Regions from separate parts of the Zea mays genome. Here region 2 is linked to region 1. Evidence: chromatin contacts called from public Hi-C data. All regions are on one chromosome and are shown on one strand. The core of a region is the stretch at or near the end of the contact, and the rest is flanking DNA. Distances in the headings are between cores, read along the strand shown.

Region 1 (6,676 bases), core at 2,805-5,304:
AAAATTAGCCATGCCACCATCTATGCATATGTATTGAATTCAATCATGTATCAAAAATGCATAATTGTTTAAAGAGCATCTTGTATGTATCAAAATGTCAAAGCATTAATATCAAATGTATTAGAGAACATCAACCACATCAAACTATATAAGAGAATAATACCAAATATGTCAAATCACATAAAACTATATCCATATTATACATATCAAAAGACATATGGCTAGCTACATGTTGGAACCTGCCCTTCAAGATAGGTAGATCCAACGGGAAATAAGGGAAAGAGTTTGTAACGCTAACACGAGATGTCAAAAGCCACGATAATCTCCTCCGCGCTCTGGCACAGAACGGTGGTATTTATAGGTACTCGAGGGGTTGCCCGTCCCTGTCAAAGACATTTAGACCCTCGATTACCTAGTTTATCTCTGTAATATTCCCACGAGGGGAGGTTACAACGAGTCATTACGATATACTTTATTACAGACACGGCCCGACCCACACCGCTCACGCGGGGCCCTGCCACATGGGCCGAAGTGTACATGGGCCTCTCCCTGCCCTGAGGGAGGAGGTCTTATGGTCTTCGCGGGGCCTTCATTTTGTCTCACCGAAGCGAAGGGGGCCGAACAGGCCTCCACATGGGCAGCGCCCTTGGTCTGTCTGGCGGGTCCTGCGGATGCGGTCTTCGTTCGTGCAGCGCGAAGTAGAAGTCGTCGAGCGAAGGGTGGCGTGTTCGCCTTCGCCCCAACACTACATCAAAGCATCAAAAGGTCATAAAGAACCAAATGCCCTGGAGCATATATATATTACAAAACAGAAAAACAAGTATTAGAGCACATAACAAGTATTAGAATACATAAAGTCATAAAACCAAATTGTATCAAACTCATAGTACCCATCCTTCTGTCATTGCAAAAATTATTGTGTTGTTCCTCTATTATTTTGGGTGTTAGCTTTTTGTTGTGTTAAGGATTGGACATATTTTGGGTGTGTTAATACTTTATTTATTGTCTGCACGTGGTTTGTATTCTTTTTATGATTTGGTTTGTATTCTTTTTATGATGACTCATGGATCCTGCAAAATATGTGTTAGGATTTAGAGATCCATGCGAGCACTACCACAAGGTGCTCGTCCCTTGGTGTTTTTGGCTCTTACATGCATTAGGTCGTTTCTGAGACCACATTGACGCAATGAACTCCATGGTGTTTGAGGTTGCTGAATTGGATGGAGCAACAATGATTTGTCATGCTCACAGTAAAAATAAATGTTATTTGTTGGTTTTAAATGTTAGTAGTTGATAAGAAGTACCATAATTTGTATGGAGCGCATTTAGTTTTTATTAATGCCTGACTTTAGCAACCACTACATATTTTGATCTATCTTTTTTATAAGTTTGAATTCATGTGTCTTATTTTAAAAACTTGAGCTGACAAACTTCATCTTATTTATTCTCTGTATGATGGAATTATATCATTCTATAATCTCTGTTTATTCAGTCAGTCGTTGTGAATTCTCTTCTAATCGATCCTTTCATTTACCGTGTTGTATCAAGACATATTAGATAGAGTAAACAACAACATCTGTTAGTCGAATCAAAAAAATATTACGCGGAGAGCGGAGACAATCAATAAAAAATCTTAAGATCTTTTTAATAAATAATTTACGTGAGTATTATTTTGAGCCATCGCAACGCACAGCTAACCGACTGTTAGAAACTTATTCGAGGGACCAAGTGAGCTCGAGATGGAACCTGATTGTTACGGCCAGTCGATCGGTGGCGTTTCAAGGGATGAGCTGGGCCTGTGAAAAGAGAGAGAGGACTGCGTACGAGGAAGTGGGCTGGAAGCTCGTGGGAGAACAAGAAGGGTTTGTTCATTGGGTCCACGCAGATTCAGCCCAATGATAAATCTTATGGGCTGCGAACTGAATGAAGGAATTTTTCAGGCCTTTCGGACCCAATTCAAAATTCCGCAAACTTCAGGTTTGAAAATAGAAGTTTACGTCCTAATTGGCAGAGTTCCATAACTCCTCGATTGATGAATCAGGCTCTACCTTTTCGATTCTTTTGTGAGGCGATCCCAGGTGATTCTGGTGGGGGTTAGGCTGAGGATCAAGTGAAAATGAGCGGCATTACATTGGTGAAAAGTGAACAGGGTGCGGTTAGAAGAGCATCGTTTATTTAGCTCGCAACTCCTGAGCAGGGTTAACAGTTTCGGAAAGGAAAAAAATTCGGCACCCACCGAAATGGGGGAAATTTCGGAAATTTCAGAAATTTCAAGCCAAATTCAAATGAATTCGAAAATTTTAAAAAATTTTGCCAGAACTTCCCTGTAACTTATGTCTAATACATCTGACATCACAATTGCACATATATAAGATAAAAATATGACTAAGTATCACAACTTACAACATTCATGGCACATTGGCATCAAACCACAAACCACCTAGTGTCCAAATATGATAAGTGCATATAGCATAGTTTATCAAAATAATAGAAATTCAAAATAGTACATTTTCAAGCACATGTCATCAACAAAAGCACTTGAAAATCAATTCATGCTTTCCAAAATAAGAATCTCCAACAAAAGTGATAATGTTATCCAAAAGTGTGTCATGTTCCGGTGGTCATTTCTCTTCCACATCCTACACAACAAATACAAGAATTTTAGGAAGATGCATCCATTCACTCACGCACAAGCATTTTGTATATATGGAGTGTTTTTACTACCATAGCACAAGCTGGACACATGAACACCAAAGTTCATGAGCTTACCTTTTATAGATCATAAACGCTCTTGTGTGTTGGCTTTCTTTTTCTAGTTGATCTTGGACGAATATGGGTCGATTGTGGAAGACTAGGCACTGCCCTAGTAGGAGCAGACGCACTGGCACCAAGGGCGCCCCCTCTACTACCACTACCTCCGCCTACAATAAAACATTGTAAATAAACTTGCATGCTGACAAATAATTATAACAGTTGGTAGTTGGTACTAATTGAAATCACCATTACCTTCAGTACAATCTGATTTGTTCTTGCCGACATCACTACCTGATTTATCTTCCAAGCAATCAACCCCGCCTGAGTTGTTTCCTAACACATGACCACCACATATGAAACAGATCAGGTTTCAAACAAAATATTAGCATGGAGATAAAATGAATCACAATAAAATCTCACAATTACCTTCATCATCAGAACAAATATCCCATGGCTCATCATACAATGGACTACCATGTGGAGATTCTGACTCATAGTCATCTTCAAACTCTTCTTCCTCATCTAATTGACTCATTGGTTTCTTCCCTCTGCTATTTTTATCAAAACCAAGATTCCTTTTGAATGCAGCCACATCTGATTTACTCATTTGCAGTTCTTCAATGAGAAAACTGCCAGGTGCATCCCAATCATCATTGTCATCATCATATTCATCAAGGAGTGGTCTAGACTCAGATCTAGAGTTGCTGAACCACTCTAAGATTGGATTATTTTCATCAAAAAGAACAACATCCATCATCACACTATATGGATCTATCTCCTTTTCTTGGGGGTTGTCAAGTTCAAATTGTTGGATGAGAAGCTTTAAGTTATAATGGACATAAACTAACCTATCTAGCTTCTCATAGCCTAAGCGATTTCTCAACTTAGTATGGACTAGAGCAAACGTACTCCAGTTACGCTCACAACCACTAGATGAACAACATTGTGAAACAATTTTAATAGCAATTTTCTGTAATTCTTTGCATTGCCCTCCGTATGAAGTCCACCAATCAGCTACAATGAATAAAACAACATAAATATCAACGAAAGTTGTAAATAGCAATCAACTATAATGATAGAAGTTGATTTGGACAAGAAAAGGATACTTTACCAGGATTAGCATCAACACGAAGTGCCGAGGATCGAGCCTCTAGTGATCCAAATAACTTCTCTTTTTTGCTGAATGTTCTTGTAAATTGATCAATTGCAATTGATGCTTCTATAGGTGAGTCTGCCAGCTTCTTGATTGCCAATGTTACAGCCAATATAGCACTATGGTGGGGTGGTATTGCTTGTCCCAGTGCTACTTCTACCTAAAGGTGGGCTATTGACAGATGTCCTTTGATCCAACAATGATTCCCTTAATGCCCACGCCATCTGTCCAGCTTCATCCCTAGGTATTTGTTCTCTTCTAGCATCACTATATGCTAAATCCATAATTGCCTTGTCCACAAAGAGTTTATGCTCTTTAGAATCTGCCCTCCTTTTTTTCCCTCTTGCATAGTCATTCAACATTACCTCCCTCACACGCTTTGGTACATTCAGGCATGACTTGCCATCTCCTGACAAACCAGCTAGATGGCATCTTAGACGGGTCTTACCTCCACTCTCCTTAGCACAACCGCAATAAGCACACTTGAATCCTTGTTTCTTCCACTTCTCACCATGACTCCATGGGTCATCAATAGAACCTTGTAGTTGTTTGCGAGTTCCTAGTAATATAAAAATAAACGACGTAAAGCAATAAACAAAGTTATGTGGCATGAAATTAATAATGTAATTCGGCATATGACTTTCCACTAGAAAACTAAAACTTCTATTGACATTTTACATGTGAGAACTCAATAGTGCTAATCTAATGCTAGAAAGCCTTACCATCGGTAGTAACCACCCATTCATAGGCTGCAGCAGATGATTCACCAATACATGGCTCTTTTCCCTTGCCCTCTACACTGCCTCCTTCCATCACAATCAAAACTATAAACAAGGCATTTCCATCAAAACCAAAACTTAAGCAAGACACTTTTAATTGTGTAGCTAACTATATTATTAAAACAAGTTATTTTCAATTTTGCAGCCGGACCTGGAGGTGAAGCAGTGGACGTAGTCACGCAGCAGATGCAGATGCAACGCAAGAGGGAGCACACGGGGAGATAGAGCAGAGGAGCGCGACGGTGGAGGGAAAGAGCAGAGGGGAGCAGAGGAGAGCGCGGGGGGAGAGAGCAGAGGAGCGTCGAGCGCGTCGCTGCCTCGCTGGTGAGTGGTGACAGAGCGGCAAGCGAGCAGGGAGCTGGTCACTGAGCGGCAAGCGGGCAGCGAGCGAGCAGCGGCAAGCGGACAGCGAGCGGGCAGCGAGCAGCGGCAAGCGGCCAGGGGAGAAGCGGGCGAGGTGGCGAGCAGAGGGAGAAGCGAGTGAGCAGCGGCAAGCGGCCAGGGGAGAAGCGAGCAGCGGCGAGCGAGACGGCGAGCAGAGGGAGAAGCGAGTGAGCAGCCGGGGAGAAGCGGGCGAACGGCGAGCGGCGAGCGGCGAGCGGGCACGCCGAGCAGCGCGCGAGCCGCGACGGCGCTAGCGCGCGAGACGGCGAGCGGGCGAGGTTGCGAGCTCGGCCGAGCAGAGGGGCCGCCGGCCGCCGCAGAGCCGCAGCCGTGACCGTGAGAGCCGCCGCCGCAGCAAATCGGGTGGGAGTGGGATGGGAAAGGTGGCTGGGAGGGAGAATGAGTTCGATTTAGGCCTCGTTCGTTTCTAGAGTATCAGCCCATTCCAGGCCTTGTTCCGGGTGGAACAAATGGGCCTGGTTTGGAATTTGATAGAACTTATTTCTATTGTTCGTTTCGGCCCGAATTGAAATGGAAACTGGCCCGGATTAAAATTTTCCTTCACCTTACGGCCCGGAACCAACCCTTGTGTGGTAACGTCCGGATCGAAGCCTGGCTCCACGCGACCGACGCAGCGGCGGCTCCACGCGACCGGCGCGATGGCGGCTTTGACGCGACCGGCACGGCGGCGGCGCACAGCCCCGACAACGACCCTCCCCGCTGCCTTCTCCACGGTGAGGATCTGCCTTCCCTCTCCTATCCTCTGCTCTCTCTGCCCCAAACTCTCGCCCTCGATCTCGCTCCTCTCCGCTCTCGCACCGCGTTGGTTTTGGCGTGTTCCATCTCCACTGGGAAGGCGCACTGGTGTACACCTGCGACGACCTCCTCACCAAGAACGCTGGCGCACTGGTGTTCCATCGCGTATGTTCCCCTGGATGCGCCGGACGCTGGCGGATAGGACGCTGGCAGAACAGCAGGGGATAGATTCATGTGTTTTCTTCAAATGGAATTTTGTTTTGTTTTGCGCATAGGCTTCTGATAGGACGCCGGACGCAGGCGTATGACCTCCTCACCAAGATTTTGCTTCGTAGCAGTTGTCTCGCGTCCATAGGCTTCTGATAAGCTTGGTCGTCTAAGTACTCGCTTGGCATTTTCATTTTGCCCTGTTGAATGTCCGTTGGAAGTCTGAACTGCTTGCGTCCACACAAAGCAAAATCTTATCAGATATTACATCCTGAATTCCATTTGAAGCAAAATCTTCTGAGCAAGATTTTGTCCATATCAGATATTACATCCTGAATTCCATGGTATTAAACAGCCGCTAAGCAAGTCTCAGGTTACAAAGGGAGAAAAAAAGAACATGGGTTTCTGTGTATCTGATCGAATACAATTCCAGCTGCAAAGCTTGCTCTGTTTCGCTGGAGACACCTGGTGAAAGCTAGCCTAGACTACGTGTGGTCCTGCACGCCAGTGCTAATGGAATCGATGCTAGTGACGGATCCAGAAATATATTCGTCAACAGCCTGAGCTTTCGGTGTGTAATAATAATCATGGTATTATTTGATTTAGTTCGTGTACACAATTTTTCCTATCAAATTTTATCAGT
Region 2 (6,676 bases), core at 1,184-3,683, 230 kb before region 1:
ACGATTTTACAAATACCTGAAATATAAGTAACAGTCATAGTTATTCAAAATGTCTAGCAAGACCATTGGACCAATGAGTGAAAAATGATCATATACATATTTTGCTAAATAAAGCAACTGTACCATATTTAGCAGCCTCAGGTGAAATCTTCTGTATATATGCAATGGGATCCTCAAATTCCTCCTTGGTGGGACAATACACAGGGCACTCTGGAATCTTGTCTATCCACTCAAGGTTGGACATATCAAACTTCTCCACCTTGCGCTTTGCAAAAGGACTCTTGTCATGGACATTTCCAGGTAAACCTGTACTGTTGTTGGAATGCAATCTGACTCCACAGTTAGCGGGGCTCCGCAAGGCATCACCGCCACTTCTCGCAGCCACAGCAGGATTGTCGCCAGCTTCGTTCTGAGCACTCAAACGCACTCTCTCGAGCCTCCTCCGCTTCAGGGTCTCGAGGCCGTTCCTGACCTCTGCAGGGAGATAGCTCCTACCCTCCACCTAAGGCGTAGGTAAACTAGTCAATTTTGCAGTCAAACAAAACTATCATTTACTGCAGTTCGGTATTACAAGTAGACATTGACCAACAGAGACAGCAGACTGAAACAGCACCAATTGTTTGGATACCACAGATTGGTCTTATGTAGTACCAAAAGAGCAGTAACTCGGCAACCAAGTCAAGAAAGCTGTAGGTACCGAAACCAAACACGGCACGTTGATATTCCTGGGGTTGTTTCCCTACCACGCCCATAGTCACAATCAGTTTGCAATATGATTTTTAGCAGCCACGCGCTCTAGCTTGTATAATCAATCAATTATCCATAACAGTGCAAGATGCTTAGCGATAATAGCAGTAACAAATAAAACATGATTAAGTCATCAACTAAACTTTCCTCGGAACTAGAACTAAGAGGTATCAGCGTAATGAGAACGCATAAAAAATGGCGTGTACCCCTACTCCGCGAAGAAAGAAAAGAAGAGAAATCTTCCTAGCAGACCGCAGACGCGGTCAAAGTAGGCAATTACGCACATGCGTGACGACCATGGTGGTGAAGCCGAAGGAGAAGGAATTTGTGGAAAAAGGGCGGTGGAGGTGGCGCACAAAAACGCTCACACGTCAAGAATCGGACAACGAACCGTAACTTGACTTGTACTAGCGGTTCGGCAGGAGTATCTCTGCAACCTCATATATACTACCAGCACAAAACGAAAACGAGGCGAAAACAAGCACCCTAGCGGTGAAAACCAATAGCCGTATGGGAGAGGGGGAACGTGGCCCTAATTCCTAATAGGGACCGGATTTGACGAGTTTTCCCTGACGGATAAAAAAAGGACTCCTACTTTTCCTGCATTGACGGAGCAGAAATTCATCAGGAGGCGGCAAACTGACGAAATTAACGAGTTGGGTAGGAAAAAGCTGGCACGTACAAGAAGCAATCCACGGCTGTCTAGGGAGGTTTTCTGCCGAATTGTTGCAATTGGAAGCAAAATCCACGGGTTGGGCCGTTAATCAATTAATGAAATCTAGATATAAGAGAATCTAATTCCGTTTGGTTTTTGGCGTTAAAACAGGCGAAAACAGAGGAAGACGGGGGGACGAGGAATCAAACAGTAACCACTAACCAGGCGATACGATACTACTAGTAGTAGTGTTGGTGGTGATTAATTGCCGCGGCGACTGGAGGAAAAAGCGCGCGAGTGGAGGAGGAAATTGACGCAGATCTACAGGAGGGGGGGAGGATTCACCATGTCGCGTTCGCGTCGCAGGGCGGTGGGTCGGAGAAGCCTCTAGAGAAATCCCCGGCGGCACAGGTCCCACATTCACCTCCGGAGGTCCCCCCGGCGCGCGGGAGAGGCCGGGGATCCGAGGCAGGCGGTCTCCTCCTGTTCCTCTCACTCTCCCTCTCTCTCCTTGGGGTCGGTTGGTTTCGCGCGCGACGCCGGCCGGACAGAGGCGGTGGGGAGGGCCAGGCCAGCAATGGGAGCACCGGGCAGTGGGCCCCACCGGCGGTGGCCGGCGACCACCCGCGGGGGGAAGGGGGAGGAGGCGGAAGGAGAGATGAGGGGTGGAGTAAACGGGACGGGACGGGACGGAACGGGGGAGACGCGGGTGGTGGTTACTTTTATGGGGGGTGGGGAGGAGGGAGGTTCGGTTGGAGCAACCGAAGACGAACGACATGGACAAGAACAGGGGGGGCGTTTTGGGGAAAACGCAGCCGAGCCAACCAACCGAACCGGAAAAGGGGGGCAACTGGGCTGAGAGGCCGTCGCCACTCGCCCGTGTGTGTGTGTGAGAGAGAGAAGGCGAGCGAGACGCGGATGGGCTGGTTGTGCTTGGGTACTACCGCCCGACCGCCCGCCCCGTGGCCTCCTTTCCGCGCTCGCTCTTCTTTTCTCCTCTCGCTTGTGTTGTGTCGTGTCGTGTGTTGGTTGTCGTGCGAGCCCCGTCCGTCCGCCTCGTTCCCGTGGCCGCGCCCGCGGGATGGACGACCACGGCCCACGGGGGGTGAGAATTCAGAGGTGGTTCCACCAAACGCCCACCGCTAACGGAACCGCGTCGTTCATTTGCACACCCTCCAGCCGAAGAGAAGACAGCAGAGCAACCGCTCTGCATTTGTTTCTCGTCCCCCGTTGCCAGGGTGGTTGCGTTTAACTAACTGCTCATTTGACCCAGAGAGAGAGAGAGGAGAGAGAGGCGCGGATGAAGCACGGCTGCCACCTCCCTGCATGTGCATCAGTTTTTACAGCCTATCCTATCCACCTGGCCACGCCACCGGGTAGGCACGACCCTACACTGCTTTTGCTCTAGAGAAGTCTCCGCAGCAGTAGTACTGCTGGCTCTGACCATTTTGCTCCGTGCACACACACTGATCCCTCCTTCCGATAACATCCCAACGCAGGACACAGTTGTGCTAGTACCGGCCGTAGGCTTTACCTGGTTTTTTTAATGGCTCAGTGTTTGTTTAAATGAGTGGTCTCTAGGGGATAAGTCTACCTATTCACGACTTTTAATACATATTTTCTTTCCATACAAATTGAACTTTTTCGTTCCACAAAGTTTATACAAAAATAATCCAAATACTTATGATCCAAATAAACACATTATGAATTTATATTTTATGGTGTGTCTATAGTGGTAATTTGGTGCCATAGATCTTGCACTTTTCATGAATTCAATCAAACTTTAAAAATAATTTAAAACAACTTTAGGTATTGATTTGCTTTACGGATAAGGAGTACTGATTGGCAAGAAATCAATTATTAATATCTATAATTAATATATATATATATATATATATATATATAATTACCAGGTTGTTATTTATACCTGCCGTCATCGTTTGACAGGATAGTACCCTCATATTTAGGTTTGACGGGGTTTTGGTTCTATCGCAATATCATCACAAAATAGCTGATGGGCCTCTGCCCGGGTAACCTGGTAGTATCCCATGGCGGAGCACAGAAAAAACACATGGTATAGCTGATGGGCCTCTAGGTCCTGCGTAGGCAAGTTCTCATCCGTGGGCATGCCTGCGGCAAGCATCGAAAGGTGGAACAAGCGTTTATGAAATGATACTCTTTGTAATCAAAAATATCATGAATCTCCTACCTCAATCCCTCATAGAACCTAACGATTTGGTCCTTCGGATCCTCAACTACCCCACCTCACAACATACCTTTCTGAAGTTCTTGGTAGTATTCCTGCACATACATGTCTCCCTGATCTAAGTGTTGCAATATTTTTCGAAGATCACATCTATAAGAAGGAGAAACAAAGCGAGTCACATCTCCTATTTTTAACACATTCCATGTTTGTGGTGCAGCACGTGCGTTAACAAGTTCATTCCACCAAATGATAGCAAAATTTTTAAACTCACTAGTGGTTTGTTAACCCTATTTCGTTCAGAAACAAGATGGGAATTAAATTTTTGTTATACCTTCATCTCCCAGTCTAAATAGGCTTCAACATCATAAGAACCAATGAACGAACGAATAGAGAACTTAATCTTAGCATATGGATCATTGTCTAATTTAGGATTATGATGACGACGTCTACTATTACCTCTCGTACCTTATCGATTACGTGCGAGGGGTCGTCGTAGCGGTGCATCAACATCATCGTTGTCCTCCTCCTCCACAGGAGACATCACTACATCACCAGCAGATGGAGCTTGTGGTGGGGGACGAGCCTCCAACATGTCGATGCATATTCTTTGGTATTGTCATTGTTAGTACAAAACAGAGACAAAAGGCAACAAACAAACAATATGAACCCCACAATTCTACTCTCAGGTGTGGTGGTGGAACACAAGTTATGAAAGCGTCTTACCCTGCTCTTACAAGGTTCTTACCATCACTACAGGTGGCAAACGGTGGCCGGTGTGACTGCCCAAAGACCGTGGGTGTGATTGCAAAGGATTGCCTGTTCTGCTCGAGAGAAAAGGTGGAGCTTTCGGAAGGCCCACTAAATAAATATATGTGGCACACAAGTCAGTAACAGAGAGCAGTGTTGAATAAGTGTTCCAAGTACTCGTCCTAGTTGCTGGCCTAAAATGTATTAGAACAGTTGGACCAAGGCACCCAAAGGTGGTAGGAAGGGTCTAGGTACAACAAGGAAATAAGTTGGGAGCAAAACAAATAGAGAGGTGCACAGATCAAAGGCATTTTTGCTTATGTGCTACACTTTTTCTTTTTTCCCTTTTTGCTTATGTGCTACACTTTTTCTTTTTTCCCTAATTTTTGCTCTATCGTTATTTTTTTGTGATTTTTATTTTTTCAAATATTTTTTATTATTTTCCCCTTTTATAGAAGCACATAAGGAACACACCAAGTTTCATATTTTTTGTGCAAAGACGCGTCCTCTGGAATTTCTGCAAGTTTGCCCTAAAATTGGAATAAATGTTCGAAAAATGAGATCTCGTACTTCCAAGCCGAATTTGGTGATTTTAAAAACGACGAATCCAAAGAAATAGGAAAGAATCGGATGCGAAAGTTAATTCTGTGCAATTTGAAAAAATGGGCCCGATTCGAGTTCTGAGGCGAAAGTTATGGACGTTTTAAGTTTGGACTCCGAATCAGGGTTTTTGGTGAGACGCTGGAAGGGTGGGGTTGGTTATGTGGGTATGGTCGGTTTGGGTGATTGGATTGGTTTATCGAGATTGAGTTTGTAAAATGATAGTGGATGGTGATGATGAAACTGACCAATAAAAACCTAAACTAGCAACCTAATTAGGGTTGTTGGCGAGGCAAATGAAGGGTGAATGGGGTCAGTTTTGTGGATAGGTGTCACACCCAGATTTAGGGGGGCCAAACCCGGGTGTGTGTCAAATGTGTGCTAGGATGAAGTATCACACATATGATGACTCATGGTACAGAAATGAATGTCACATCTTTAATATATAATGGAGATCTGTACAAAATAGTTAAATAAATACATCATACGAAGACAACGATCTAGCAACCATAGTTGACTGGGAGACGACGGCCTAGAACTTCCAGGAATTCATCGCAACATCCTTCATGCCCCTCATCTTGTAGTACATGTCCTTGACCTAGGGGGAATGTGAGTACAACAAGAGTGAGCTCACATATGTTCATCACTGTTGTCGGAGAGAAAATCCTCCGGCCGTGTGGCGGAACGCACCCGCCCTAATCCTAAGATGAGGAGGGGCCTTAGTGGTTTGCCTGTCTGGTGGATGGTCGATGAACACACGAGGACACGAGAGATTAGAGTGGTTCAGGCCACCGGAGCGTAATACCCTACCTCCACTGTGTGTAAGCTGTATTGAGTAAGTGATTAAGCGTGCCCTTATAACGTTGTGTGCCTTCCCTTTTATAGTTTAAGGGAGGCACATACAAGGGAGCTGAGCCCTGACATGTGGGCCCAGGAGCATAATGGATGGAATACATTATGTGGATAATTAATACTAATAACACCTGAGTAATCACCGAGCGCCATGATGGCCGCAGTCCACGCAGTATTGATATGTGGCGACCGTTTTCTTGGTAACGTGCGAGTAATGATGAGTAATAGCGCAGCCCACGCAACGTGGACCAGGCACGCTGCCTGCCACTGGAATGGATAGGCGCTCATCTTATCCGCAATAAATGCAGGGGCGGTGTAGCCCAGAGGATTTATGCCAGGCTCCGTCCGTTAGCTTACGTCACGTGCAGTAGGCCACGTGGCTGCATCGGGTCTCCGCCTGGGCGGGGAGCAGAAGTGTATACGATAAGGTCCGGACACGTGTCAGCACCGGACCCCCGCCTGGGCCCTGATTCAGGTCCGGGCGTGCTCTTGTCCTGGAACCCTGGGACCCCACTATGGGCGGTCCGGACCCCATATGGGGGGGTCCGGATCCCATTCCAGGGGGTTCGGTCCATACACATGGGGGTCTTGGACCAAACTTGGAGGTCCGGACTGTATATCCAGGGGTCTGGCAGCTTCCCATGGGGGTCCGGGCTCACTGTTGATGCCTGGGAGTATATCACTTTCTCTGGACACGTGGCGGCTCCGGACATGCCCATGTGGTGGGGTCAGGCGCTGTTGTGGACCTAGAGTAGTCGCCCGAGGCTGGGCGAGTCATGGCTTGGTCCCACATACAACATTTTTACCACGCGACTAAAGATAGCCGTATGGGTACTGCGTATTTATACAGTAGTAAGGGGTACCCTAGT

Evidence for each region. A called contact is a pair of places that touch in the nucleus more often than the background predicts.
Region 2: a contact with region 1 is called in a Hi-C map of ear, with 2.9 times the contacts expected there. The contact joins the promoter of LOC103637730 here to the promoter of LOC103644834 in region 1. A contact is called at or near these places in 2 of 25 Hi-C or Micro-C datasets (ear and tassel).

What each region holds. Positions count from the first base shown.
Region 1 is chr1:105,024,662-105,031,337 of Zm-B73-REFERENCE-NAM-5.0, reverse strand. It overlaps LOC103644834, which reads right to left and starts at 4,054. Exons shown (of 5, transcript XM_020547165.1): 1 at 3,866-4,054; 2 at 3,181-3,768; 3 at 3,007-3,087; 4 at 2,770-2,921; 5 at 2,333-2,639. The coding sequence starts at 3,511. The coding sequence ends at 2,773. LOC103644833 reads left to right here and starts at 5,481. Exons shown (of 7, transcript XM_008667989.3): 1 at 5,481-5,804. The coding sequence starts at 5,730.
Region 2 is chr1:105,256,930-105,263,605 of Zm-B73-REFERENCE-NAM-5.0, reverse strand. LOC103637730 (lysine-specific demethylase JMJ706) reads right to left here and starts at 2,433. Exons shown (of 11, transcript XM_020546447.3): 1 at 1,748-2,433; 2 at 124-502; 3 at 1-16. The coding sequence starts at 1,750.